Regions from separate parts of the Sus scrofa genome. Here all the other regions are linked to region 4. The links are chromatin contacts, called in public Hi-C, HiChIP or PLAC-seq and promoter capture Hi-C maps. All regions are on one chromosome and are shown on one strand. The core of a region is the stretch at or near the end of the contact, and the rest is flanking DNA. Distances in the headings are between cores, read along the strand shown. Region 1 holds the start of UEVLD (ubiquitin-conjugating enzyme E2 variant 3). Region 2 holds the start of SPTY2D1 (protein SPT2 homolog). Region 3 holds the start of TMEM86A (lysoplasmalogenase-like protein TMEM86A). Region 4 holds the start of GTF2H1 (general transcription factor IIH subunit 1). Region 5 holds the start of IGSF22 (immunoglobulin superfamily member 22).

Region 1 (2,700 bases), core at 79-2,578, 280 kb after region 4:
TTATAAAAGTTTATCAAGAGAGGGCAAAAGCACTCTTCCTTAGGGCTTGAAAACACAAATGTCACTACCAGTCAAATATGTGATTTGCCTTTTTGACATCTGGAGAAAAAAAAAAGAACTATTTTATGTCTTAAAAAAAATGCACTCCCCTTCTGGCACAGTGGATTGAAGGATCCTGCGTAGCCACAGAGGGTAGATCACAACTGCAGCTCAGATTCAATCCCTGGCCTGGGAACTTCCATACCCTTAAAAAAAGCAAAAAAGAAAAGGAAAGAAAGAAAGAAAAAAGGAAAGGAAAGGAAAGAACGAAAGAAAGATGGAAGGAAGGAAAAAAAAAGACATAAGCAAACCCAACAAAAATGGCATAAATGTTTCCACATGGCTAAGTCTTAAAATGCATTATGAACCATTTAAACTAAGAAACTGGAGGCAAAAAAAGGTGGTTACCTCAGACTGTACACTGGTGGGGAATCAGGGAGCCTGGACTAAAAGCCTGATCTAACAGGGAAAATGGCCCTCCCACTCAACATTTCAATGTTAAGAGGATCTCTTCCGGGCCTTCAAGCCCTGTCTTCATTCCTAAATCTACACAGAGCTTTCATTCACTGCAGTTACTCAGCACCACCATCGTAGTCGGGCGCAGGGCTAAGTGAAGGGAATACTACAGCACGGTCTCGGCCATCAAAAAGTTCACCCCCGCCCACCTACCCCACCTCCCCAGCAAGATTTGCAAACGAACAGTTACTCCACAAAGTGATCATCTATACTTCTGAAAGGAAGTAGAGGAAGGACTGAATAATAACTGAGTTGAGTCTTAAAAGGTGGGGCAGCCCATTTCAGCAAACAGAAGGGCGTGGTAAAAGGAACAGGGCAGAGCCGGAATCTGTTTGAGACGCAGAGAAGCTGGTGGCGTGAGAACGCCGCACAGCAAGTGATAGGGTGGGGTCGGGGGGGATCTCGAAGTTGCCGGTGGAGCCAGAGGCCGGGCCTTGGGAGGGAGAGGCCCGCCGCCTCCTTGGGCCCATTCCCCGCCGTCGGTTCCAGACCAGCCCACCCCCGCTCTACGCCCCGTGACAAGCCGAGCAAACTCCGCGAGGAGGCGGTGCGACCAGGGGTGGAAACAACCCCAGACCCCGAGGTCCCAGACGCTGCCCGGCTAGCTGCCCGCACCTTGCCAAGTAGTCGTCTCAGACCCTCGCTGTCGAATTCCATGTCCAGCCGGGACCGCAAGGACGGTTCTGCCACCCCAGCACCCGATCTCCTTACACACCTTCCCTGGACGGCGGCCGCCGAGGACCAAACTTCCCGACCGGTCCAAGGCCCCGCCCCTTCCCAGACTCGAAAGTCCACTTGTGTCCAATGCTCCAGGCTCGCCCAGGCTCCGCCTGGAGTCTGACCACCGCTCCACCCTGATCGCCGTCAGAAACGCGTGAGCGCCGAGAGGACCACGACCCAGCTTGCTGGAAAGGAAACTTGGGGACATCTGTGAAGAGAGGAATAGGAAGTCCAAGGAGGAGCACGAAAGGAGGTAGAAGTTATTGGCACTGTTCTCGGAGAGTTTCGAAAAGGTGATGTTAAATACAGCGCAGTAGGGAGAAAGATCAAGACCCCAAATTGTGGTTGGATTTAGGAAGGAAGAGGTAATGGAACTTAAAAAGCAAAATTTCGGGGGGCTAGAAAGGAAGACGGAGGCAGCAGGAGTCTTGTCAGAACTGGGAGATAAGACAGCTGAGTGAGGGTGATGCAGCATTGCCAGGAGGGGTTGCCTTTTGCGGGGGAGGGGGGAGCGGAGCATAACCAGGTTGGTGGCAGACAGAGGAAAAAGTCAGCTGTCAAAAAGAGTTTGAAAACAAAAGAAAGTAAATTGGTGGATAAGGTCGTCTGGAGAAGGAAAAAACAAAAAGATGCAATTTGCTGGCTTTCTTTGGTCTCCTTGAGTCAGTTACTTACCTGCTTTGCATCCCTGGCTTGAGCCAGTGTGCCTACAAAGTCCCCAGGGGCTGGCTATTTTAACTGTCTGAGAGGTTGGGTGGGATGGAGGGTGATTATAGTTATAGGAAGAGCCAGAGATAGGAATGCTGTGACTCCATTAGGAGAAGAAAGTGAAAGGCTGGAAGGAGCACTTACTAATTCAGCAAACTTTTGTTGAGCCTTGGCTATTTGCTAGATATTGTTGGGGAGGAAGAAATTTTCCTCTACTCTTCTGGGTTCTTCTGGCTGATCTAAGAGTGGAATTGACAGGAGGTAATAACAAGAGAAAATTAAACAAAAGTTCATAACACTGTATACTTGGGAAAGACCCAGGAGAACTGAGTAACTGGCCGAAATGGCAGAAGCCCTCACCATAAATACCACCTTCAGCAAAAAGCAAGAGAGGACATTGGGGGCCTTGTTTTGTCTCATTTTTGTCATGGTCTGAGTGACCCTTCCTGATGTTGGTGTTCTGAGAGATTGTTTATATCCAGCAGGAGACAACAGGAGCCAGGCTGTGAGGGTCAGGTCAGCTTCTAACAAGCCTAAGACCTAGCTGGCTCAGTCCAGTTTCCAGATGTCAGAGGCTGCTTTTTTTTCTCTCTCAGGCTTTTGCCCTGAGAGAAGAGGAAGCCACTGGAGGGTTTTAAACAGAGGAGTGACACAATCTGACTGAGTTATAAAAGACTAAGTCTGACTACTGTGTTGTGAAGAGACTGCGGTGTGTGT
Region 2 (2,752 bases), core at 89-2,588, 320 kb after region 4:
ACTCCTACAGTCGCGCTCCGGCTGGTACTTACTGGCACATTATTGACACCCTGTCCTTTGGAAGCTATCAGGAGAATCTCCCTGAAGTCCATTCTGGCCGAGGCGGAGAACTGGGCCAGACGCTCGGAGAGCGGTGGAAACACGCCTTACCGAGGCGACCAGCAACAGCCGAATGAACTGCTTGGCTAGCCTCTCTCCTACCCCTCCTATGCAAGACCACTTCCGGCGCTTAGCAATGCCGTCTGCCCGCCCCCTTCCCTTCAGCGCCCAATACCATTTCAGGTCCGCCGCTTCCCTCGCGAGTCTTTGGTGTAACTTCCGCTTTTAGGCTCGAGACACGTAGAAACGTACTACGTGGCTGCTGGCGTCGGCTCAAGGGGGCGGGTCTAATCCTTACATGTAAGGAGACTCGGCCTGGTAAATTACGGGGTGTGGCTAAAGACAGCGGCTCTCCTAGCAACCCTGGCGCGAGGCCTGCCGATTTTGCTCGTTGTGAGCTCTACGTAGGGGAAGCAAGGGGATGAGGGATTACCTACCCGGCCTGGGTTCCCTGGGAATCACGGGTGGATGCTCAGGTTCGAGACGGCGGCGCCCCAACCGCCAAACCGACAGGTCTCGAGCAGGGGTTTCAGTTACCCGTTTGTAGGTACTCGCGGAACCGCGCAGGCGCACACGGCCCCGACTGTCTTGGGTACACATTACTCATCGCGTGCTGGCAGAGGGTGTGTGCTCACCTCCTACACTAATGCACGTGTGCCGTGTACAGGGGAGCCCGCTTACAGCTTTAGTCTCCTTTAGATAAGCCCCGCGCGTAGGGCAGGCAACAGTGTTTTGTTCAGTGGATGAAGAAATTTCTCACATACAGACCCAGCCTGGATACACTTGGCGCACTGATGAAATACAAATATGCCCCATATTCATATTAATATTCTTTGGGAGGCCAGTTCTGAGTTCCTTTAAAGAGTCATCTGGGGTAGTTGTCTTGTGGTGTGGCGGATTAAGGACCCAGCATTTTCAGTGCAGCGGCTTGGGTGGCTGCTGCGGTGCGAGTTCCATCCCCGGCTGAGGAACTTCCGTGTGCCCTGGGCTCGACCTTTAAAAAAAAGAAAAAGAGAGGGGAGGCGGGGGAGAAAGAGTTATCTGAGGTCAGTAAAATACACTAATTAGGCAGACCTGGGTCTGTGGGTAAGAACAAGCCAGATTGGCAGCAAACAGTAGGGATATTTTGGTGTGATGGAAATTCTTGGAAACTGGATTGTGCTGATGGCTGTGCTGTTATTTTACTAAAAAGTCGTGCACTAAAAAACATGTGAATTTTATGGTATGTAAATTATCTCAGTAAAACTGTTTTAAAAGATTAGGCAAAGCCTGTCTTACTATTTCAACCCAAGTTTTAATGCTGAAGCGTGGCCCTGACTACATTTCTCCATTTAAGGCTGCCCAAGCAATAGACCAAGATTAAGTTTTTATTCCCTCTGGGGAGCCCCACAGAGCACATTGATCTCGGATGCTCTGTATTCCTTTCAAATACATAACTATCCATTTTAAGTAGTTTACACTTGCAGGAGACCAACTATAAATATTTCACCCTCTGGAGATTGTGAGTTATATGGGAGCTTGGGTCTAATATATTGAAAAAACAGATGATAGGTTCCTCATCTCTTAAAAATTAAAACTAAGATTTTACAATGTCCTTCCTGTGGTTCTCTATTCAGAGTCATCATTTAGTGGTTAACAGATCTTCAAGTTAACACCATAGCTCATCAGAAATGAATCCGACTAGTATCTATAAAGACACAGTTTCCATCCCTGGCGTTGCTCAGTGGGATAAGGATCTGGCAACGCCGTGAGCTGTGGGGTAGGTTGCAGACTCGGCCTGGATCCCATGTTGCTGTTGCTGTGGTATAGGCCGGCAGCTGTAGCTCCACTTGACCCCTAGCCTGAGAACCTCCATATGCTGCAGGTTCTAAAAAGACAAAAAAAAATTTTTTTTAATCTTTTTTGTTTTTTTTTTTTTTAAATGTCTGCATCTGCAGTATATGGAAGTTCCCAGGCTAGGGATTGAATCCAACTCCTCTGGGACCTACGCCACAGTGCAGGGCCAGGGGATGAAACCAGTACCTCTGCAGCAAGCAGAGCTGCTGCAGTCCAAGCAGCTTTCTTAACCCACTGGGCCACAGCAGAAACTCAGAAGATCAAAATCTCAATGCTGCCCTATCCTGTTAAGAACTTCTATGATTGACCCTGGCCCTCTTTAACATCATCAGCCTGATTCTATCATTCTATTAGAAGTGCCAAACTCTTCCACTCCAGGCCCTCTCCAAATAATCCCATCTGCTTGGTATGCACCCTTTAACCTTTGCCGGGCCAGCTCCAACTCATTGTTTAGCACTCCATAAACTTGTGGTGATTGGTTTTCAGGGTTCAAGCCCCAGCCTTCTTGAATCCTAGCTATTGCAGGACCTTAGGCAAGAGCTTCCCCTCTCTCTGTACCTCAGTTTAGGATGGTAAAATAGCAGTGATAGAATTGCTGTAAAATATTGCATATAAGAACTGTAAATTAGTACCTGGCTATTACAGGATAAGTTGTATGTCCCCCCAAATTCATAATGTTGATAGAAATAAGCAGTAAACAATCCATAATAGGAATAAAAAAGGTTTTATTCAGGTCAAACTACAGACTACAGCCCAAGAGATAATCTCTCAGAAAGCTCTGAGGAACTCCTCCAAAGAAGCATGGTTTTTAGCAGAG
Region 3 (2,700 bases), core at 163-2,662, 350 kb after region 4:
TTATCTTATATATGAAGAAATCAAAGCCAGAGAGGGAAATTGATTCACCCAACTACACGGCATGGAAGTGGCAAAACTGGGACTAGATCCCAGTCCATTTGACTGCCTACCAGTTCTTATGTAATTCCCATGATTCTAAACACATTTAGTTCCATATGTGCCTGTGTGCCTTTAATCTGTGTAATATCAACATTAATCTGCTTAAGTTGCAATTTTGGCAGACTTAGTTCACACTCCTTTGGGTCCTTAAGTATGCTTGGGTCTGCCTACCATTTCTGGTATGTTCTTGTGTGTGTTCCAGTTGTCTCTTGAGTTGCGAGAGGTGCTTAAGGGCAATTGAGTAACCGTGTTTTTTTCATGTCTATAGGCTGCTGCATGCCTATATACGTGTCTGTGTAGACCTGTGGTTGTCAGTTTTCTGTCTATGTACCTGTTTGGCACCTAAGGGTGATTGTGATCCTATGATGTGTTTATGCCTATGTGTGGATCTATGGGGCTGCCATGTGTCTGTTTTCATATTGAAAGTGAGTCTGGAGTTCCCGTCGTGGCGCAGTGGTTAACGAATCCGACTAGGAACCATGAGGTTGCGGTTCGGTCCCTGCCTTGCTCAGTGGGTTAATGATCCGGCGTTGCGTGAGCTGTGGTGTAGGTTGCAGACGTGGCTCGGATCCCACGTTGCTGTGGCTCTGGCGTAGGCCGGTGGCTGCAGCTCCGATTGGACCCTAGCCTGGAACCTCCATATGCCGCAGGAGCGGCCCAAAGAAATAGCAAAAAGCCAAAAAAAAAAAAGAAAGTGAGTCTGGAGTTCCTGTCCTGGCTCAGCAGAAACCAATCTGACTAGTATCCATAAGGCCGCAGGTTCCATCTCTGGCCTCGCTGGGTGGGTTGAGGATCCAGTGTTGCTGCGAGCTGTGGGGTAGGCCAGCAGCTACAGCTCCGATTCAAATCCTAGCCTGGAAACCTCCATGTGCCACGGGTGCGGCTCTAAAAAGATAAAAAAAAAAAAGAAAAGAAAAAGAACAAAGTTGTGAGTCTGTTGATTATCGCGTGTCCATTTGGATGTGTCTTTGTACGTGGTGAAGATTGTGGATCTACTTGCCACTGTGTCCTTGTTGCATGTTTATAGGCTGAAGGGAATCTGTCTTTGCCTCTCATCCTGGGGTTTTTAGAAAAATGTGTGTAGCCGTGTGTGTCCATGACAGGAATGTGTTTGGCTCATGGCCAATCTTTGTTCTCACCCAGGGCCTGGGGTCGTGGTTACCTTCTGGGATGCCTCGGCCTACATTCCCAGAGAGGCGGGGCCCTGAGGGCCCCATCGCCTGTCCCCAGGGAGATGCCTCTTTGCACAGGGCAGTAGGGGCGGGGTGGGGGGTGGAGTGGGCGGGGCCTAGCCCGCCTCGCCAGCCGAGTCTGGCCCCCACCAACTCTCATTGGCCGTGTCTGCAGTGACGTCGTGGGGATCTCAGACCCAACTCCTCAGCTCCCGGCGCGCGGGAGGTATTGTCGGTTGCCGAGGCTTTGTTGCGTCGTCGCCGCCTTACCTGGCCGCGGACGCGCCGTGGCTGCGGCAGCCCGGAGTGGGGTGCCAGCCTCCGCCTCTGCCGCCATGGTTTCTCCGGTCACTGTGGTGAGTGAGCGAGCCAGCGAACCAGTGTCCGGCGCGGCCGGAGCCCACCGGCCTGGGGACTGGACTGCGGAAGGCCAAGCCGCCGGGGGCCGGGGAAGGGCAGGGATCCCGTGGCTGCCAGCGTCCCCAGGCGGGAGGCGGTGCTGTCACGGTCCCCCGCATCCCAGACCTCGGCGCCCCTCCTCCGCGCGCCCCCGGCCGTCTCCCGGGAGGGAGGAAAACAGTGGGCACGTGACTCGGAAGCGTGACTTTGTTGATCTCTGTGTGTCTGGCGCGGGTCGGCTGGGTCGCTGCTGGGGAGAGGAAGGGGACGGCAGCGAGCCGCGGGCTTGTGCGTGGGCAGATCACAGCCCAGCCTGGGAGAGGGCGGGGGAGGGCAGGAGGGTGACTGGGACCTCCTGAGAATCCTGTTCCAAATTTGTTTCTTCCCTTTCCTCATCTTGTAAACAAATCAGGGGCGGTGCAGGGGACGCCTCTGAGTCTTAGCAGCCTTGATAACGCGTTGGAGGAAAAGGGGTCGTTCTCCGTTGACACTTCTCCTTGTTCAGACTTTCTCACCTGAACCTTTGTCTCTCCCTCGTCCCCCTCCTCCTTCTAGTGTTGGATTCTCTGACTGCGGAAGCCTCCCCAGCTACTACTGCTTGTTTCTCCTTCTAGGAAATATGGGGCTGGGGGGAGGGATGTAGATACTTCCAAGGGCTGGCAGGTGGATACTGGGGCGATCAGGGGACCTTGAGGATAAGCTGTCTGCTCATCTGCTTATGTCCCTGTCCTGACCAGCCGGCATGAGGGACGCTCCACAGGAAGAAACTCAGTCATCTCTTCTCATTGCTCTCACCCCTGGCAGAGCAAGGATGGGCTTAGACCCTGACCCAACCTTTTGCCTCTTCCCAACCTCCTCACAGCCTGATCAGTCCCTGGGTAACCAGGGACTGGTGGTCTGAGAGTCTGTGTACCCAGAACCCTGTACTGGGTGACTTACCCCTGCAGAGGCATATCACTTTGGGCAGAGCAGGAGTATCCCAGGAACCTCAGCTGCTCCTAATCGCTTCCCAGTACCAGAGGCCCAAGGA
Region 4 (2,700 bases), core at 130-2,629:
TTGTTAAAGTTGGGTTAGGTGTACATGAGGGTTCATTATATTATCCTGTCTACTTTTGTCTATGTTTGAAATTTTCCTGAACACGATTTTTTTTGAAGTATGTACTGAACAACAAAAACCTCTGCACAGGGAGTTCCCGTCGTGGCGCAGTGGTTAACGAATCTGACTAGGAACCATGAGGTTGCGGGTTCGGTCCCTGCCCTTGCTCAGTGGGTTAACGATCCAGCGTTGCCAGTGAGCTGTGGTGTAGATTGCAGACGCAGCCCTGATCCCGCGTTGCTGGGCTCTGGCATAGGCCAGTGGCTACAGATCCAATTCAACCCCTAGCCTGGGAACTCCATATGCCGCAGGAGCGGCCCAAAGAAATAGCAAAAAGACAAAAAAAAACAAAAACAAAAAAAACCTCTGCACAAATGTTTCATTGTATAAACTTTCTGTGCATCCATGGTTTAATATATGCTGTTTCTTGAACCTTCCTTCATCTAACAAAACCGTATCTTCCTGCGAAACTCGGTTTAACTATTTCTTCTGTTAAGACTGTCACACTCTAGAGTAGCAAAAAAATTAAGAAATTTGAAGGCGGACACAAATGCTTACCAAAGTCAAGTAAAAGACTTTCTGAAGGGTTGGCTTGCCCAAGATTACAGAACTCATATAAGTAGAATTATGACTAAAATCCATTAATTCTGAGTCCAAGTCTAATTACCTTTCCATTTCTCCGCATTGCCTGATGTAACATAGAACAGAGGATCAAGGCCTTTCTCATCGCCTTAGTATTCATTCATTTTAAAAGACCAGTGTTTGCGAACACCCGATGCAAATCACAGCGTTCTCTTTTCCCCACTAGGTGCGTGGAAGGAAGAGTAGGGAAAAGGAAGGAAGCAAAAACAAAAGATAATGCGGAGGGGAAGTAAGAGATTCCCCCACTTCCATAATGAGCTCTTTCTACCCAAGTAATAAACAACTCTCCACCTCAGACCAGGAAATGGCGACTCACTCATTCATGCATTGAACATGTCTTGTACACACCACTGGAAACAGTGCAAGTGGAACTCCTAACTTCTCAACAGCAATAATTCTAATACTTTGTTCAGATCTCTTGAAAGGAGCCTCGGTAATCAAATTTTCAAAGCCAGGATTACAGACCAGTAGCCTGTAGGTCTCAGCTCCGCTACACCATCTCCAAGACAGCAGCCCCCAATTTCCAGTGGATCACACCTTCTCTCCCCGCTAGGCGCTTACAACACTCACCGCGCACTCAGAGCCACACCTGAGCTTCACTATCCTCTCCCGCTCCTCCCCTCCCTGGCCTACGTCATCCCGGAGCGCCGGGAATCCTGGGACCATGCTATTAACGGTACTTCCTTGTCACGTGACAAGTTACGCCCCGCTTGCGCGGGGTCCCTCCCCCTCAAGGCCGCGGCCGCAATTACGCGCTCTGCGGCCTGCAGTGAGGTGGTTCTTGCTGGCCGAAGATGCAGCGCCGACTGAGACCAGAGGAGCTCTAGGCCAGAGGGGTGAGCCAGCCAGGATCCCAGGACCCTTCGCTGCTTAAAGCCAGCGAGAGGAAATGAAACGGGCGGGCACCGGCGGGGGAGGGAGGGAACTGGCGCAAGGTATCATGGCGGCCGCGTTTGGGGGGTCACGTGGCCCGCCGGCCCGCCTTTGTACTTCCGGTCACGTGCCCTCAGAGTTCTCGCAGCCAGCGATGGAGGCGAGACCCCCCAGTAACAGAGGCGGTGGCGACGGCGGCGGCTACTGGGTTTCAACCTCTTCCCGGCAGTGTCTGTAAGAAGCGCAGCGGAACACGACCCGACCCAGTCCAGTAGCTTACTCTCTGCCCAGGGCCGCAGCTCCCACCTGGTAAGTTTAGACCGAAGAATGGGGGTGGGTGGGTGGTTGAGGAGCTGACAGGCCTGGGGGCCGCGGGACGGTTGGGAATCTGCCCCTTTTACCTGTGTACCTCCGCCGTCGCCGCAACTTCCAAGCCCATGGTTTCAGTAGCCGTATATTATTCTGAAGCAGGGAAGAGGCGACCCTTAATCTGCTTGTCTGTAGGAAGCCTACTTCTCCGAGAAGAGGGACACGAAGATTTAACGCAAAGCCGGGATCAGACTTGGCTCATGCGAATGAAGGAAGAGAGAGAGTGGAAGCCTCTCTCTGAGGAGCCATTCCCGTTAGAAAATGTGTTGTTGAGTCTTTCGGTTTCTGTAAGGGAGAAGCTTTTAATAGAGTGTTTGCACACCTGTCAGTCTTGCCATTCTTAAACCGTTAACAGGTGTACTAGTCCACTCCCCACAAACACCAAGTTTTGGCTTATGTTCAGTTTGGTCATCTTTAAGATAGACCACCAACTCGTGGAAAAATATGCTTATTTTACAATTTCCCCAGTGTTCTCAGAGGCAAAATCGGCTAAGGAAGTGTATTCGGTTGACTCTCAAACGTCCATTTTAGGGTCTGTAAAATGAAGGGCGGAGTGAGAGAGATAGAAACTTAACCTTTTGCCCACTAGAAGACCCAAGTTTGAAAACGTACAGAAACCAAGTGCTTTCAAGTATACCTTGCAGTAAGTATTCACTCCATGAAGGATTGGAACAATTTCTTTACGTTGATTCTTACCAGAAACCCCAGTATGGAAAGCAGCATACCCCACTCAGCCTCCCCTCGTGGAACAAACACAGTTTGAAAGCCACAGAACTA
Region 5 (2,700 bases), core at 190-2,689, 380 kb after region 4:
CTGCACCTGGTCTACAGATGTTTTTATTTGACCTCTGTAATGTTTAGACAAAAAGTAACCACTTGGAGTTCCCGTTGTGGCGCAGTGATTAACGAATCCGACTAGGAACCATGAGGTGGCGGGTTCAGTCCCTGCCCTTGCTCAGTGGGTTAACGATCTGGCGTTGCCGTGAGCTGTGGTGTAGGTTGCAGATGCGGCTGGGATCCCGTGTTGCTGTGTCTCTGGCGTCGGCTGGTGGCTACAGCTCCAACTGGATCCCTAGCCTGGGAACCTCCATATACTGAGGGAGCAGCCCTAGGAAAGACAAAAAGACAAAAAAAAAAAAAAAAAAAAAAAAGTAAACTCTGCTAAAAATGGAGAGGGAGTTCCCGTTATGGCTCAGTGGGAACAAATCCGACTAGTATCCATGAGGACGTGGGTTTGATCCCTGGCCTCGGTGGGTTGGGGATCCGGCGTTGCCGTGAGCTGTGGTGTAGGTTGCTGACATGGCTTGGATTCGCTCCGATTTGACCCCTACCTAGCCTGGGAATCTCCATATGCCATGGATGCAGCCCTAAAAAAAAAAAAAAAAAAAAAAAAAAAAAAAAGGAGTTGGTAAAGAGTGTTTATCTGGGCTTGAACTCTGTGCACAAAGGGTTCTGAAGGAGAGGCAACAGCTGGGAGGACGGGTATTCAATATCCTGGTCCCTGGCCATCTTTTAATCACTTTCCTCTAGAGACAATGACTAAAACAATCTGTTCTGCTCTGAGACTGTTTCTCAGCTTTCCCTTGGATCCAACCTCCCCTAAGTCTGGTCCCCAAGGGCCGAGCGCCTGGAAACTCAAGTCACTTGTTTATATGACTCTCTCTACTGGCAGTTCCAAGTCTTCTCTGTTTTAAGTGGAGCAGGGCTAGCATTGTTACTCATGGCTGGTAAGATTGCTACCTCTCTAACTTCCTCCATGCCTGAAATCCTATTGTTGGAGATTCGTGCATTTGCCTATGGCTCTGATTGCCTCAAGCAATTAACAGTCATCCATCACTCATACACATCCATGTGATTGATTTTTCCTAAGCTGTTCTCCTGGAGATCCAATCTGTGGGTGAGCATCCAGCTGGCTAAGCTTTATCAAAGCACAGATTAGAAGACAGGTTGGGAAGGGTTTCTGGGGGTATATTGGGCTCTTGAGGGGCCCAGGAGTCGCCAAGACTGTAGAAAGAAAGGCTGCCCCAACCTGATCCCCCCCTTGCCCGCACTGCTCCCACTCTACTTGCCTCCCACGATCTTGGTTGTCTGGGAGAAGGTCTGCACGTGGGTGGTGGAGCTGGAGAACTCCATGGACACGTGTTTCTGAACCATCTGCTTGCGGTGAATGGTTGTCATGGTGACAGCAGGCGTGGGCACTCACCTGGGAGAACCAGGGAGAGGATGAGGCCACGAAGGACAAAGAAGGGAGCAGGAGAGAGACTCAGAGATGTCCTTATGTGTGTGTCGGGGGGGAAGGGACAGGACAGGTGGGCACACGGGGAGATGGCTGTGCAGAGGAGAGGTCAGTGGCAAGCCTCTTCTCTCTGGCCTCTCTTCTCTTCCCGTGGTGTCTCCCTTTCCCTGGTTGGCTACAAGGACCAATGGGCTTGTCCTCCACTGAGTGACCCCCAAATCCTTCCAAATCCTTGGAGGGGGAGGATGTAGGGCTTAGACTGACCCAGCAAATCCAGTAAGGCCCAGAGGGAGTTGAGGATATCTATTGATAGCTACATGGAACTAGGGAGGCAGCGCTGGCTGTTTCATCAGAAGGAAATGAAGTCAGACCTGAGAAGGAACTTCCTGATTAAGCCATACCAGAGCAGGCCTTGAAAGGAAACTGCAGATCTTCATGCCCGGCCCTGGGGAGCCCTGGCATGGGGGGAATGCTAAGCCTGATGACAGTGTGTTTCTACAGCTTTGTCACTTGTGATATGGTAAAGACAGAGGTTACATTCTTATTTCCCAAATTTTTCCCCCCTCTGGAATTGATAATTCACAGTTAAAAAATAAAACAATAGAAACTCCGTGTGAAGGAGCTCCCTCCCCTCCCCGGCCCTCTCCCAACCCTCCCCAGCAGGTAACCACTTGCGGTCTCTGGGCTCCTTCTGGAGCTCCTTCACACAAACAGGAGCATGTCTTTGTCTGCACTGTCCTTTTTTACATGTAAAGTAGCCTCGTATACACACTCTTAAGCTCTCTTTTTACTTTATGCCTCGTGGAGAGCTTCCCATCCCAGTTCAAAGTTTCCTCATTCTTGTTAACAGCTCCATAGCACCTTCGATTTCACCAGAGTGGCAGTTTTAAAAACCCTATTCTGTTTAAGAGAAACTATCCAAAGACACTCAGGCCACAACCTTGGCTTCGGGACTCCCAGACCAGTGCCCTTCCAGGGGACTGCACAGTTTTCTTTCGAGCTGGAAGGTGTGGGACTAAACTTTACCCTCTCACCCGGTGATTGATACGTCTCTGCCTGGCCTGTTTTGCTCTCCCAGTTCTGAGACCAGCTCCCCTGTCCCAGCTCCTGCTGTCTCTGGGCTCAGAAGGTAGCAGACTCTGCCCTTTTCCTGAGGGAAGAGGGAAGACTTACCTTAGTGTGACCAATCCTTCTTAACCCTCGACTGCTTTGTCCACGGCCTTGGAGGCTCAGCTGGTGCCTGGGCTGCAGACTGGCCAGTCTCCTTCTCCCTTTGCC

The links. Promoter capture Hi-C pulls out the DNA fragments that hold promoters and counts their contacts. Hi-C and Micro-C count contacts between places; a contact is called where the count stands out from the background. HiChIP or PLAC-seq counts read pairs in DNA pulled down with a chosen protein or histone mark.
Region 1: a contact with region 4 is called in a Hi-C map of skeletal muscle, with 2.4 times the contacts expected there. The contact joins the promoter of UEVLD here to the promoter of GTF2H1 in region 4. A contact is called at or near these places in 1 of 5 promoter capture datasets (liver), 2 of 47 Hi-C or Micro-C datasets (heart right ventricle and skeletal muscle) and 2 of 2 datasets of contacts at active chromatin or transcription factors (alveolar macrophages and skeletal muscle).
Region 2: a promoter capture Hi-C map of liver shows a contact between it and region 4, with 3 times the contacts expected there. The contact joins the promoter of SPTY2D1 here to the promoter of GTF2H1 in region 4. A contact is called at or near these places in 2 of 5 promoter capture datasets (fetal liver and liver), 3 of 47 Hi-C or Micro-C datasets (heart right ventricle, liver and skeletal muscle) and 2 of 2 datasets of contacts at active chromatin or transcription factors (alveolar macrophages and skeletal muscle).
Region 3: a Hi-C map of liver shows a contact between it and region 4, with 5 times the contacts expected there. The contact joins the promoter of TMEM86A here to the promoter of GTF2H1 in region 4. A contact is called at or near these places in 1 of 5 promoter capture datasets (fetal liver) and 2 of 47 Hi-C or Micro-C datasets (heart right ventricle and liver).
Region 5: an H3K27ac HiChIP or PLAC-seq map of alveolar macrophages shows a contact between it and region 4. The contact joins the promoter of IGSF22 here to the promoter of GTF2H1 in region 4. A contact is called at or near these places in 1 of 5 promoter capture datasets (fetal liver), 1 of 47 Hi-C or Micro-C datasets (embryonic fibroblasts) and 1 of 2 datasets of contacts at active chromatin or transcription factors (alveolar macrophages).

The regions. Positions count from the first base shown.
Region 1 is chr2:40,615,714-40,618,413 of Sscrofa11.1, reverse strand. It overlaps UEVLD (ubiquitin-conjugating enzyme E2 variant 3), which reads right to left and starts at 1,328. Exons shown (of 12, transcript XR_002341551.1): 1 at 1,171-1,328. LOC100523888 (a long non-coding RNA gene) reads left to right here and starts at 1,324. Exons shown (of 2, transcript XR_002341553.1): 1 at 1,324-1,568.
Region 2 is chr2:40,580,402-40,583,153 of Sscrofa11.1, reverse strand. SPTY2D1 (protein SPT2 homolog) reads right to left here and starts at 1,338. Exons shown (of 6, transcript XM_021083260.1): 1 at 537-1,338.
Region 3 is chr2:40,549,550-40,552,249 of Sscrofa11.1, reverse strand. TMEM86A (lysoplasmalogenase-like protein TMEM86A) reads left to right here and starts at 1,412. Exons shown (of 3, transcript XM_003122930.3): 1 at 1,412-1,627. The coding sequence starts at 1,607.
Region 4 is chr2:40,899,270-40,901,969 of Sscrofa11.1, reverse strand. It overlaps GTF2H1 (general transcription factor IIH subunit 1), which reads left to right and starts at 1,379. Exons shown (of 15, transcript XM_013994506.2): 1 at 1,379-1,863.
Region 5 is chr2:40,522,743-40,525,442 of Sscrofa11.1, reverse strand. It overlaps IGSF22 (immunoglobulin superfamily member 22), which reads right to left and starts at 1,439. Exons shown (of 25, transcript XM_003122929.4): 1 at 1,252-1,439. The coding sequence starts at 1,364.